2 separate regions of the Mus musculus genome follow, and region 1 is linked to region 2. A link is a contact called in public promoter capture Hi-C data. All regions are on one chromosome and are shown on one strand. The core of a region is the stretch at or near the end of the contact, and the rest is flanking DNA. Distances in the headings are between cores, read along the strand shown.

Region 1 (7,285 bases), core at 2,386-4,885, 290 kb after region 2:
CTTCTGTTTTATATTAATGCATTTATATATTTGGGGCCATTTGATTTAGGCCTCAGACATTCCACAGCTACTTGGAAGATATCATTAACTACCGTTGGGAGCTTGAAGAAGGAAAGCCCAATCCTCTGAGAGAAGCTAGTTTCCAAGACCTTCCTCTGCGTACTCGAGTAGAGATCCTGCATCGCCTCTGTGATTACCGGCTTGATGCAGATGATGTCTTTGATCTTCTCAAGGTACCTGTCTAGCAAGCTCTTTTTTCTAGAGAGTAAAAAGCCAGCATTTTGAGTGTGAAAACCGGAAATTATTGAGAAGCAAGAGGTTAGCTTGTTCTCAGCAGTCTTCATGCCCGTAATCAATAATGACCTACATACATAGCCAGTGGCCAAAGGACTGCCAGCCATGCTGGGATATGGCTTTAAAATTTGTTCCTTTTAATTTCCTGAGCCATGGTTCAAATAGGAGAACCTTTTTGTAGGTCCTTGTAGGTCTTCACGTAAAACAACTGTTGCAGGATTTTCCCTGTCCAATCACATTAGGGCAGTGGGAGGCTTGTGGTTGAAGGGAGGCAGAGTGAGGAGTTGAGAGAGACAGAGTGGGGGGTGGGGGTGGGGGTGGGGGTCTCAGGAAGAAAGAGAGAACCAGAATGGTGTTATCAAAAGGTTAGAATAATTGGGTTAAAGCTCTATCATTAGTATTTGGCTCTGAAATTATTGTATTGGCATCTTGTAAATTTTGTTATTATTGATACATAAATTTGATTGGCTAATTAAACATTAAGAGTCTTGATTCTACCAAATAATTAGGTGTCGAGATGGCTAACCAGGGATGCATGAGGTGTTGTGTGAAAGGGAGAAGAACTCGGGGGTGGGGGGTGGGGGGGTTGGGGGTGGGGAGCATCTGAGAGATGGCCTGGTGGGAGCCATGTGGCCTCGAAGGGCTGGAACGTTGGCGGGCCAAGAGACTGCGTGAGTGAGATCACCTTGCACAGGGGCTAGCTCTAGAGAGTTGTTGGTGGCAGCAGGAGTGCAGGAGCATGGCCTGGCCCCGCTGAGAGTTGGCACGTTCATTTTTTAATATTTCCCACAACAAACAATAGTGAATTTTTTTTCTGTAATTAACAAACTCCAGAGACTTGAAACTATATTTTTTATACACATTCCAATTTAAAAACAAAACATTGGAGAAAGATATTCTTCTGTCCTCCTTGCTCTATTGATGTTACCAATTTTAGAAATATATATTATTGTTACCTATTTATATATGTAATGGGAAAGGAGGTAGAATAATGCTTTCACAAATAGTGAAGTCAGTTTTGTTGTTGTTTTGTGATAGGGTTTTTCTTAAACTCTCCATCTTCCTCTGCCTCCCAAGCACTGGGAGTAAAGGTGTTGCCACTACTCAGTGTGGGAAGTAGTTTCTTTCTAGCCCCAAGAATTGTCTACTTTTATTTTTTATTTTTTATTTTTTTTTTTTTTTTGGTTTTTCGAGACAGGGTTTCTCTGTGTAGCCCTGGCTGTCCTGGAACTCACTTTGTAGACCAGGCTGGCCTCGAACTCAGAAATCCGCCTGCCTTTGCCTCCCGAGTGCTGGGATTAAAGGCATGCGCCACCATGCCCTGCAGGAGGTAGTTTCTAATCCAAATGTAACAGTCACATAACAGTCGTATAATTTAGTGCAGTCTCTGCTGAGTACTTGCAGTAACAGTGGGAAGGCCAGCACAGACCCATATGGCCTGGAAGTGCTCTGGGAATTGTTTTGCTGGATCTCAGCTGGAAAAAATAAGGTGCTGTATTGGTTGGAAAGATGGCTCAGTGGTTCAGAGTCCTTACTGGTCTTCCAGAAGACCCAGTTTCAGTTCTCTTGCACCTACATTGGGCAGCTCACAATTGCTTGTAATTCCAGCTTCATGAGATCCAATGCCCTGTTTGTCCTCCTTGGGCACCCAAACATAAACATAACATGCACGTACATACATACGTACATACATACATATGGCAAAGGTTTAGTACAAAACTACATGAAGCAAAGCCTTCAGAACATCTGTCTGGTTGATCTGGTTGGAAATTTGATAGGGGTTCAAGCTTGTTCAGCCTCTGTAATACCAGCACTTGGGAGGCTGAGGCAGGAGAATTGAGAGTATAAGGCTGTTCTGTGAGAGAACTGTATTGAAAGTTCTGATTGTCCTTGGTGTTATTGTCCTTCCTTTCACACGAGTACACATAAGGTAGCAATCCTAAACCAAATAGTCTTAGAATTCTTTTGATTCCTCTTTCTGTGTGAGCCAGCTGTGGAAGCCATGGTTGGGTATAGGGGGGAACATTTGTAATTTCTTCATCTTGTTCATCAAAGAGGCCTCTCTGAATTTCATCTGCCTGAAACATAAAGCACATTGCCATTTTAAAATACGATATGTATCTGAGTATAAGTTTTGAGTTGACTGTTTATTTTCCACCTGTTTTTTGTTACTCTCCCCTCCCCCCTTTTTTTTTCTTCCCAAATTGGCTTTCTCCTTTTGCATAGGGTCTGGATGCAGACAGTCTCAGAGTTGAACCTCTGGGTGAAGACAATTCAGGTGCACTCTACTGGTACTTCTATGGGACACGAATGTACAAAGAAGACCCAGTACAAGGAAGGTCCAATGGAGAACTCTCCTTGTGCAGGTACTGTCTCTAATGTCGGGGCTGTGATAACTGCTCTGTTAAAAATGCTATGAAAGTTAGTATATCAGAACCATACAGCACTTTTTTTTTTCAATGACATAATTAATTGTATTGGCATGCCTGAAATACAATAGCAAAGAGTTTTTTACTAAAAATACAAAGGAATTACTCTATAGCCTCTGCCACAAGACTGGTGAAAAATACTATGATTGGAACATGGAGAAATTCCAGATAAGAACCTTTTCAGTTCCACAGACTATTGAATACAGTAGCTTTGAGTACTTTTTCCTGTTAGGATTATTAATCTGCCTCAACGGTCCATAATCCCATGGCAGAATCTTAGTATGATGCAAAGTAAGGCCTTCAAAGTGCCTCGTACATAAGCGGTGGCCTCCTTCCTGTGGCCTCGTGAGCGAGTGATGCTCTGGCTTTATTGCGACTTCCTTACTGTTATGAACACCATTTGTTGCTAGGAAGGTGTTAGGTTGTTTTTAATAAATGTCAGTTTTCTCTGATTCCACATAAATTCTTATGGAAGAGAAGTCACTCTATTCCCCGTTTCTTCTATTTTGCATAATCCATTTTTATATCCTTATGGCAGAAAACACTGTAATTACTAATAGCAGAAATGATATTAGTTGTTAGTACTATGCCAGAACATTTCTATTTAATGATACTGTTTCTTAGGGAAAGTGAAAGGCAAAAAAATGTCTCAAATGTTCCTGGAAAAACAGGCAAAAGAAGAGGAAGGCCTCCAAAGCGAAAAAAGCTACAGGAGGAGATTATATCCAGGTAAGAAATCTCATTGCTCCATTTTCATAGACTCTCTCATACTAGAAGGTACCTTAGTTTCCCCTCATCTTTATTATTTTTACTTGTGCATAGAGAGGACATAGGTCATAGCTTACAGAGACCTGAGTCAGAGTCCACATGAAATTATCAAGCAGCCCTGTTTGTATGACCTCTATCTATCAGGTTATCTGCTTGAGCCTCTTACTTTATTTGGATGATAGTTGTTCATTTGGTGAGTATTAAACTGCACAGGACAGTACATGGCAATACAAGAAGATGAAGGCTGTGCTTGACCCATAGTATTTGATAAACATTCCTTTTAGTGTATATTTCAAAATGTGTTATACCACTAGAAAATGGGGTAAATTTGTTCTGGGGTTACTTGTGAGCTATGGATATAGTGAATTGATAGAATATACAAGGATTTGGGTTACAGATTTAGGTGGGGTATTTGTTTTTGGTTTTTTGGTTTTGTTTTGTTTTAAACGTCAGTGTCTATCTCTATTGCCCTGGCTATCCTGGTACTTGTTCTGTTGACCAGGCTGGCCTTGAAGCACCTACCTCTGTCTCCTTAGTACTGGGATTAAAGGTGTATGCCATCACCATCTGGCTTAGTTCTTCCACTGTAGTAAAGAAGGTGCTTGAACATGTACATTCACAATGACAAAATATATATAAAATATTTTATATGTCATTACTTTTTAGGGAGGTCTACTATTTTTGTGTGAGTATGAGGTTGCGTGGACATGTGGAGGTCAGAACTTGATGTTGGTGTCCTCCTTGATCATGGTTGTCTTTCCTAACACTTCGATTACATGTGCACCACCGTGCCTGGGTACCTGGCCATCTTAGCGTTTCTCTTGTCGTGATGAAACAACATAACCAAAAAGCAAATTGGGGAGAGAAGGGTTCATTTGGCTTACACTTTGATGCCACAGTTCATTGAAGGAAGTCAGGACAGAACCTCAAACAGTGCAGGAACCTGAAGGCAGGAGCTGATGCAGATGCCATAGAGGCATGCTGCTTACTGCCTTGCTTCACGTGGCTTGACCAGCTGTTTTCTTTCTTTTTAAAAAAAAAAAAGTAGCCGGGGGTGCGTGGTGGCACGTGCCTTTAATCCCAGCACTCAGGAGGCAGAGGCAGGCGGATTTCTGAGTTCGAGGCCAACCTGGTCTACAAAATGAGTTCCAGGACAGCCAGGGCTACACCGAAAAACCAAAAAAAAAAAAAAAAAAGTTTATCTGCTTATTCTTTTGTACATATTTAGTGTTTGTCTTTTATGTATGTCTGTGTGAGGGAGTTGTATCCACTGGACCTTGAGTTACAGACAGTTGTGAGCTATCCTATGTGGGTGCTGGGAACTGACCCCAGGTTCTCTGGAGCTCCCCAGCCTACATTCTTTCTTTCTTTTTCTTTCTTTTTTTCTGCCCCCCCACCCCACACACACACAGCTCATCATCCCATTTCTCCTCCACCCTGTCTCCAACAAAATGCCTCCACCCGCACCTCACCGCCACCTCCACCCTTCTGCCAGGCCTCCCCACCCCCTAGGGCCTCAAGTCTCTCCAGCTAGGTTAGGCACATCATCTCTCATTGAGGCCAGACCAGGCAGTCCTCTGCTGTATATGTATATATAACTGCCTCGGATCAGCTAATTATTCCTGTCAAAAAGAACTGCAGGGACAAAAATGGAGGAGAGACTGAGGGAAAGGAGGTCCTTTGAGGGGCAAAGGCAGGAGGATCCTAAGTTCCAGACTAGCCTGAACTACATAGCAAGGTTGTAATAACAAGAAGGTGGTAATGGGAAGAATTCTTAGAAATCACATGGCTAGGCTAGTATGTAAGATCTGTTAAATTTAAGATTACAACTGCCTGGTCCTTCTTCCTTTTGGAAAGTGTCTGTACTCACTTGTGATCTATATATTGAGCATTTGTTTAAGGATTTCCTGAGAAGTCCACACATTCTTCTATAGTCAGAAATCTGTTTTATACCTATCTTAATGTTGGGGATATAGAACCATTGTACCATTGTATTGGTACACATGGGCTTATACTACCCTCTACTGGCAAGTGACAGTCTTGAGCAGAGGCAGTTCAGTTTCATAGTCCATCTTCCTAAGGGTGTAACTGTAAGCTTCCTTTCTAGTGTAGCCCAGAACCACAGCGAGAGAGCACCAGAATCGCAACTGTCATTTCCCTTTTCATTGTGGTGCTACCATAACCTTGATACTTGGCTCTCAGCACTCCCGTTCTCTGCAGCAAGCCCACCATCCATTCTAGTTTTATTTCTCTTTAGAATTATTCTTCCTAACTTTGAACTCTGACAGACTCCAGTCCTAGCCACCATTATGTTTACTGGATCCACACCTGCAAGAAAGACAAACAATTTGGGCATGTGAGTGTTTTAATTATTTTCTCTTTTTTCTTGTTTTTCAGTGAAAAGCAGGAAGAAAACTCCTTGACATCTGACCTACAGACAAGAAATGGTAATGATATTTGTTGCTGTCTCTCAGCATGATTCATACATATATTACAGTCATACATTGTATTAGGATGATTCCAACTGCCTCCAGCTTGTTGCTCCCTGTTTCATCCTTTCCCCTGCCATCCATCTCAGACACTTAAGATGAGAACTAGTTCTGTTCTGTCACCTGCCACAGTATATGCCACAGACATTTGCGTAGACAAGCAGTTAGGGACCTGGAAAGGATTGAATGCATGCATGTTTGTATATACATACACACATAAATGCATTATTAGATTTTAGTTTTTTGAGTCAAGGTTTCTCTGTGTGTAGCCCTGGCTTTCTTCGAACTGACTCTATAGACCAGCTTGACACCTGCCTTTGCCTTCCAAGTGCTGCGATTAAAGGAATATGCCACACCTCACCTTGATTAGATCTTAATTCTGTATCCAAAAGTTTTAAATTTGGAAGGAAATAGCCAATTTGTACACAATCTCAGTTTCAAAACCATTTTTCTAGAAAAATAATATATTTTTAACCATTTCTAGAATGTTAAATTTTTCTTTAAATCACAATAAGAGGGGTTTTGTTGTTGTTTTGGGTTTTTCCTTGTTTGTTTTTGCTAGGCATTTGTCTGGTTACAAACAATGATAATAATAGGAAAACTAAAAGTATAATAATCACAGCACTTTGAGGCAGAGGTAGGCAAGTTTAAGGCCAGTCTAGTCTATAATGAGACCCCACCCCCCCAAAAAAAAAGTATATATTATTTTCTAGACACTGGGTGAAGTGCTTGTAATCCCAATGCTTTTGGGGCTGAGGCAGGAGGTTTACTTAGTCTCTGGAGTTCAACACTTTCATAGGCAACATATTGAGGTCCTATTCTATGAAAGAAAAGAGCGTGCTATCAGACTTGAGAAGATTAGCAGCTCCTTTTTTATGATTCCTCTGTTTGAGTCATGACCCAGGGTAATAGGAACAAAAGTCTAGTGTAGGCTCTATTTTAGTGAATCCATCCATTTTCTGTAGGATCCCGAGGGCCAGGCCAAGGTACTTGGTGGCTCCTGTGTCAAACAGAAGAAGAATGGAGACAGGTCACTGAGAGCTTCCGAGAGCGGACCTCTCTCCGAGAGCGGCAACTCTACAAGCTCCTTAGCGAGGACTTCCTGCCTGAAATTTGCAACATGATTGCCCAGAAGGTAGGTCCTGCCTACTGCTCAGGCCCATGCTGTTCCTTCCTGATAGGACTGGGTGTTAATGTAGGAGCTGTGTGGACCTGCTTTCCCTATCCTGGTGTCATTTATGATGTTTCTAAGTCCATGGCTAATGCCTGCAGTCTTTACAATGGCTTTTTGCAAACTGGAACCAG
Region 2 (6,953 bases), core at 2,110-4,609:
TTTCTTTCTGCTTTTTGATAAAGAAATCCCATTCCTTCCTTGTAGTACAAGGAGTTAGCACTTCCTTCTTCATTCTCACCTAAACATATCTTCCACTTTTCTTCTATTCAAATAGATAATATATTTCCTCCATGTTGGGACTTGTCCCTGTCTGTTGGGCAGCTTGGTCTTATTCTAGTCAGTGCTGAATGTTTTGTATGTCTGAAACTATGGTGCTGTGCCCCCCCCCCCTGCCCCTATTGGGTTCTGTGTTCTTACAAAGGTCTTAGGTGGACTCTGTAAACTCCTGCTAGAAGGAGAATAATATATTTTAAAGGACAAAAAGGTTTTCTAAAAATGGTGTTTATCTTCACTATCCTTTGTTCTTTATTTTGGTTTAAGAATCTGCAATTTAACTTAAACTCATCACTTGTCCTGTTAAAGGGGCATTGAGCAAACCTAGGAAGTTTGTAGCCTCTGTTCCCCTTTACTCCAGTCTCTTAAATAAATGTCTTCTAGTAACTAGAAGTGAGATGTACTGTCCAGTTACAGACTGTGTGGGTATGAGGGCTACCTCAAAAGGCATCTTAGGAAAAGAAAAGGTTTTCTTACAAAACCCTTTATCCCAAGTGCTAACCAGGCTTGGCCCTGCTTAGCTTCCAAGGTCAGAGGAGACATACACGTGCAGGTGGTACGGCTATAGGTACAACATCCAATTTCTGAAAATACTTTCTCTGGTTTATACTACCTACTTTTTGGTCTCTTCACTTAATGTTAAGTAACATATCTTGACCAGTTATGTTGTTTGAATGTGTTGCTGTGCTTGTATCTTGAATTTCCATCTCAATGTGAGTGTGAGCTAAGATTTCAGTAATGGTTACAAGGTTAATTAAGTAAATAGTTAATTTCACACATTTTCATTTTGCCAAACATGAAGATTATCACGTAAGAATTTTATTTGGTTATTGTTATAATGAAAAAAAGCACAATATTTCTTAACTTTTAGTCTTTGTAAAAGACTTGAGATACTTGTGGTTTAAAATTGAGTGTACACCAACCCTTCAGAAATTTACAATGTAAGTGATAGAATCCCAGAATACATTTTACAATTTTGATTTTCCTTCCAGTTAACTACTTTTCATTAACTGTGTTATCAATAGTAAGGAGTCATGAGGATACTGAAAGGTGACTGTTTTGAGTAATTTGTGTTCTTTGTACAGTGTTTGTCTGTTGGAGACCTCAGACATAGGCAGTCTGTACCTGTGAATAGCTGCCTGTCATCTTCTGATGTTTTGAAACTTTTAAATATATAATTTAATTGATTCATTCGGCTCTTCTGTACTTATTTGAAGACTTTGATATCTTAACCATAGATTTAGACAAAAACTCAAAAGACCATAAGGGAGGGGGTGGAAAGATGACTCAACGGTTAAGAATCCTGGCTGCTCTTCCAGAGGACCCAGGTTCAGTTCTCAGCACTACATGGTGGCTCACAGCCATCTGTAATGTCCTCTTCTGGACGTTACTGCACTGTACACATGTGGCATACAGACATCTATTCTGGAAAATACTCAAAACACAAATACAAGTAATTAAAATCTTTTTTTAAAAAATTAAGGATATAAGAGAAACTAGCACTCTACCCACAAATTAAAAACCCTATAGTTTGTGAGTTAATGAAATAAAGAGTCATCTATTTAAGGAAAAGTAGATGTTCTAATGTAAAGCTTTGTTTCACAAGAATTGCAAGTAACTCCATTCTTCTGTACTGTTTGTTTACATTTTGTATTAAAACTTGATTTATGTTTCTTTCTGACTCCTCAAAGTTGCACTTCTTCGTTATTAAGTGTTTAATATTTTTTAAGCTATTTCTCACTGCCTTCATTATACTTTAACAAAGGTAACGGAATGAAAAAAGTTGGAAGTCTGCCTGGTGTTTTGGCACACACACTAAGTCCTAGCACTTGGGAGTCAGAGGCAGAAGATTTAAGTCCAGTGAGTTCTACACTAGCCAGGGCTACATAATAAGAAAGAAAAGAAAAGGTAGTAGGTCATTTAGAACTCTACAGAAATACAAGGTAGCAGTCGTTACAGGTCCCTAGTTGTTGGAGAAGAGGCAGATGTTTGTTTCACCTCCTGTTATTGCTGCAGAAACCATGAGCAGTGGCTGCTGTGAACCAGCTCTGCCTGGCTGACTCTGACTTGAGCCGCAGTGAGATTATGAATTACAGTGTGGCATACTTAGAAGAACTGGGAGGCAAACATTCAATCTGTGATTGCCCATGACCTGAGGAACATGGCAGACACTGCCAGATCTGAGAGATGGATGTGATTTCACAAGTCCTTCCCTTCCTTTCCAGCTCCGCCTTTGGTCCTCAACAGGGTCCAAGAAATGTCAATTTGTTTTTCTTAGTTTGCTGGACACAGTTCAGTGAATATAAAGAAACTGCTTGTCAGCTGGGCATGGTAGTATATACTTAATCCTGGCACTCGGGAGACATAGGCAGATTGGTCTATATAGTGTGTTCTAAGACAGCCAGAGCTGCATAATAGAACTTGTCACCAAAAAAAAAAAAAAAAAAGGAAAAGAAACTGCCTGTCAGCCATTAAAATAGAAATAATGGAAAAATAAAGCCTGCCTTTTGCCAAGCAGTTATGAAGCACACCTTTATTTCCAGCACTCAGGAGCCAGAGGCAGGAGGATCTTTCTTGAGTTCGAGGCCTGTCTGGTATACAGAACTTGTTCAAGAGCAGCCAAAGCTACAGAGAGACCCTGCCTTTCAAAAGGTTACATCAGAATACTTTTGGGAGAAAGTAACAATTTGGAGTGGGTTTTGAAAATTGCAAGGTGTAAAGATTTTAAGTTGTTTAAGTCCCAAATAACCCTAAACCAAGTCCAATGAAGTTTCATTTATGAAGTTTCAAATGTGAATTCGCTTTATGTGTGTAGAATGTTGCTTTTAGCGTAGGTCCTTGAGCACAGTACCTTTCAGACATCCTGTCCCTTTAAATCAAACCACACCGTTACTTTGAATATGGATTTACTACGTGGTATTTATAGCACAAGAGGGAAAGAATGGACTTTGATGTCTGAGACTGGAGTATTCTCTTGGCCGGGATCCACTCACCGCTGTGCGGCATAGGATGTGCACCGGGAAGGGACACAACATCTTATACAATGATATGTCTGTCTAAACAGGAATATATTTTAAGAACTTGAACCTCCCCCGGTTGATGATTCCCTTACATGTTCATTAAATTTTACCAGGGTTTTTGGTTGTGTGTAAGAGTAACTTTTAGTCGTCTGGCTTAATTGTTCTCAGGCTTACTGCCTCCCTCTGCTAACCTAAGCTTAGAATATATTCACCTCCGAGACTTTGTGCTTGCCCTTTCTAGCTCTTTGTGAACTCTGGCTTTACTCTCTGCTCTGCTTGAATTGCTCTGCTAACTCTAGCAATCTGTTCCAAACTTCTGGCTCCTTTTCATTCTCTGGCTCATTCTGTCTTCACCTGTCTCTGTAAAATTAACTCTCCCAGTAAACTGCCTCTGAATTCCACGAACTCAGCTCCACTGCCTGCCTTTGAACTGACTCAACCGAAATGACTAAAGAGAACTAACTAGCACTGAGAAATCTGCATGCCTCTCTCTCCTGAGGGCTGGGATTAAGAGTGTGTACCCCCACGTCTGGACTTGAGCTTCTTGTTACCTGAAGTTTGCTGTGTACCAGGCTGGCCTTGAATCCAGAGATCTGTTTGTCTATGTCTCTGGGATTAAAGGCATGTCTGTATTCCAGCCAGATCACAGAGACCTAGAAGGTCTTTGGATGTGATCTCTTGGCAGAGCAGCCATGTTCTGAATTAAAATTACTCCACAGTTGTGCCTTACAGAAATTGTAACTTGATTTCATGATGTTTGAGCATCTGGTTTTTTGTTTTTTGTTTTTGTCTGAACTGTAGCTAATTTTACTACATTGTTTGCCATTATGTCTGTGCTCAAGATTCCCCACCCAACTCTCAGCCAATCCCATTATTTGTATTGGTGGTGATTTCAAATGGTTACCAAGTAAATGTAAATTCTAGAATGAGTACTGAAAATCCTGAGGAAAAATAGCCAATAAACAGGAGCCACTTTTAACCAGGGCCAAAGCTGTTTTTTTACTTGCTGTCTATAAAATGAAGAGCTAGGCTGAAAGAATGATTTGATTATTGGTGTGGTTATCCTGTTAGCACTGCTTAGAAAGGGTATGTGTGTGTGTTGTAAATAGAGAGAAGTAACTCTCTTCTTTTTTTTCCAAGACAGGGTTTCTCTGTGTAGCCCTGGCTGTCCTGGAACTCTGTGAACCAGGCTGGTCTCAAACTCAGAAATCCGCCTGCCTCTGCTTCCCAAGTGCTGGGATTAAAAGCGTGCGCCATCACCGCCTGGCTGAACATCTATTTTCAAGCTTATATGCTTAAAGATGCTATTTAACTCCTTGTGGGTCATTTACTTTTGAGCTACAATAACTAAAAATAATTTTCCACACAAAAGGACCACTAGCAAGATTTAATGTTTTTATTGTAATTGTTTTGTTACAATACAAACAATTGGTAGATTGGTTGATCATTGGTTTTGGTTTTTCGAGACAGGGTTTCTCAGTGTTAGCTCCAGCTGTCCTGGAACTTACGCTGTAGACCAGGCTGGCCTCGAACTCCTGAGCACTGGTATTAAAAGCTTGTGCCACCACTGCCTGGCTTAACTATTTTGAGGCCACTCATTATATTTATCTAAGCAAATATGTACATCTTTATTAAGGAATCTCACTCACTGTACTGCCTTGTACCTTGCCTTTTAGTTTATTGAGAACATTGGTATGTAACCATAAATACTGATTTTATCGCTTTTTAAAGGCTGTATCATTTGCATTATGTGAATTCTTGATTATTTATTTATTTTGGATTTTTAAGACAAGGTTTCTCTGTGTAGCCCTGGCTGTCCTGGAACTCACTCTGTAGACCAGGTTGGCCTCGAACTCAGAAATCCGCCTGCCTCTGCCTCCCAAGTGCTGGGATTAAAGGTGTGTGCCACCACTGCCTGCCTGAATTCTTGATTTTTAAGAGCTATGCATGTTGTAAGCATTCTTTATTTTGTGTTTCAAATTTTGAGCCCCTTTTTATTAGTCTTTCAACCTTATTTATAATGTCTGCTTTAACTTTTATGATAACCAACTTTTTAAATTTTATGGATCCTGAGTTTTGTTTTGATTTATTTTTTTGACATGCTTACAATGAGCTTTGGCATTACATGATATAAAAGGACTTCCCCAATGGCTTAATACTTTGATAGCTTTATTCTTTATATTACATCTCTGTTCGGTCCTGAGTTAACCACTGTGAGATATGGCAGCTTTCTCTAGATTATTCCCCTCTTGACTACATTTCTTAAGTACATATGGTGTGTTGTTTACTCTCTGACTATTGGCCTGTGCTTGCAACTCCCTGCATCTCTACATACAGTCATTTCAAAACTTGTAGTGCAAACACAACCTCTCAAGTGTGTGTGTTCAGTATGCTTGCCGTATTGCCTATCAGTTATGTGTAACAGTATCAACATAGAGTTGTATGTTATATTATACTATACTATACTATACTATATTATATTATATTATAACGTGTGCACTTATGATGCCAGTACTCAAGAGGGAATGGCAGGAAAAACAAGCATTTAAGACCGCAACCCCCCCCTCCCCAGCTACATATTTAAGGCAAAGCCTTATCCCAAGAAAACATGCAGTGGAGCCAAATAGATGGACCAGTGGCTAAAAGGCCACAAAAGTCTGAAGAGCTTCCTTTGAGCCCTGGAACCTACAGGAGAGAACCAATTCTAAAGAGTTATTCTGTGACTTCTCCATGTACATTTTCTCTCTCTCCCTCCCCACTTTCTTCTCTCTCCCTATCTCTCACTCTTCCTACTCTATATCACTCTCTTCCCTACTCTTTAAAAAGATTTACTAAGTTTATGTATATGAGTTTACTGTAGTTGCTGGGAATTGAACTCATGACCTTGACCTCTTGGAAGAGCAGTCAGTGCTCTTAACTACTGAGCCATCTCTTCAGCTTAACATTTCTTAAACTGCAATTCTTTTTAGTTTGTTTTAAAGATTTATTTATTTATTAAATGTATATGAATTGTCTTCAGACACATCTGAAGAGGGCTTTGGATCACATTACACATGAGTATAAACCAGCAACCACATGGTTGCTGGAAATTGAACTCGTGACCTTTGGAAGAGCAGTCAGTGCTCTTAACTGAGGAGCCATCTGTCCAGCCCTTATGTTTAGATTCATAAGTATTTAAGATTTTATTATATTATTAGCGGAGCTTTCCTTTTCCTTTCTTCTGATTATTGTCTTGGAAATAAGAGTTATATTTCATTTTTTTAAATGTCTAGATCTTATTATTATGTATGTGTAAGTGACAGGAGACAGAGAGGAAGGAAGAAGAGGGGGAGAGAGAAAGAAAAGGGAGAATAGTATAAAGAGTAGGTAAGAGGGGGCTGGTGAGATGGCTCAGCGGGTATGAGCACCCGACTGCTCTTCTGAAGGTCCTGAGTTCAAGTCCCAGCAACCACATGGTGGCTCACAACCATCCTTAAGGAGATCTGACTGGTGTGTCTGAAGACAGCTGCAGTGTACTTACATATAATAAATAAATATTTAAAAAAAAAAAAAAGAGTAGGTAAGAGATGGCTCAGTGGTTAAGAGCACTGACTGCTCTTCCAGAGGTCCTGAGTTCAATTCCCAGCAACCACATGGTGGCTCACAACCATCTATAACGGGATCAGATGCCCTCTTCTGGTGTGTCTGAAGACAGTGACAGTGTGCTTAGTACTCACATACATACAATAAATAAATAAATCATAGAAAGAAAGGAAGAAAGGGAGGGAGAGAGAAGAGAAAAGAAAAAAAACAGCCAAAAAAAAAAAAAGTTAAAGCCTT

What was found. Capture Hi-C pulls out chosen DNA fragments and counts their contacts.
Region 1: a promoter capture Hi-C map of liver shows a contact between it and region 2. The contact joins two enhancer-like sites. A contact is called at or near these places in 16 of 484 Hi-C or Micro-C datasets (3T3-L1-derived adipocytes, CD4 T cells, cardiomyocytes and 10 more), 2 of 115 datasets of contacts at active chromatin or transcription factors (astrocytes and bone marrow-derived dendritic cells) and 2 of 9 other capture datasets (liver and pancreatic islet).

The regions. Positions count from the first base shown.
Region 1 is chr6:120,731,211-120,738,495 of GRCm38.p6, forward strand. It overlaps Cecr2 (CECR2, histone acetyl-lysine reader), which reads left to right. Exons shown (of 19, transcript NM_001368706.1): 3 at 50-233; 4 at 2,521-2,660; 5 at 3,348-3,452; 6 at 5,889-5,938; 7 at 6,946-7,115. Among named protein-coding and RNA genes, the nearest start is that of Slc25a18, 39 kb to the right of the region's middle. Within about 2 kb of position 3,636, at least 1 of the 459 cell types and tissues checked has an H3K27ac peak or open chromatin away from gene starts, as enhancers often do. A contact at or near this core is called in liver, where this site is marked.
Region 2 is chr6:120,440,457-120,447,409 of GRCm38.p6, forward strand. It overlaps Kdm5a (lysine (K)-specific demethylase 5A), which reads left to right. Exons shown (of 28, transcript NM_145997.2): 28 at 1-4,118. Among named protein-coding and RNA genes, the nearest start is that of Il17ra, 19 kb to the right of the region's middle. Within about 2 kb of position 3,360, at least 16 of the 459 cell types and tissues checked have an H3K27ac peak or open chromatin away from gene starts, as enhancers often do. A contact at or near this core is called in liver, where this site is marked.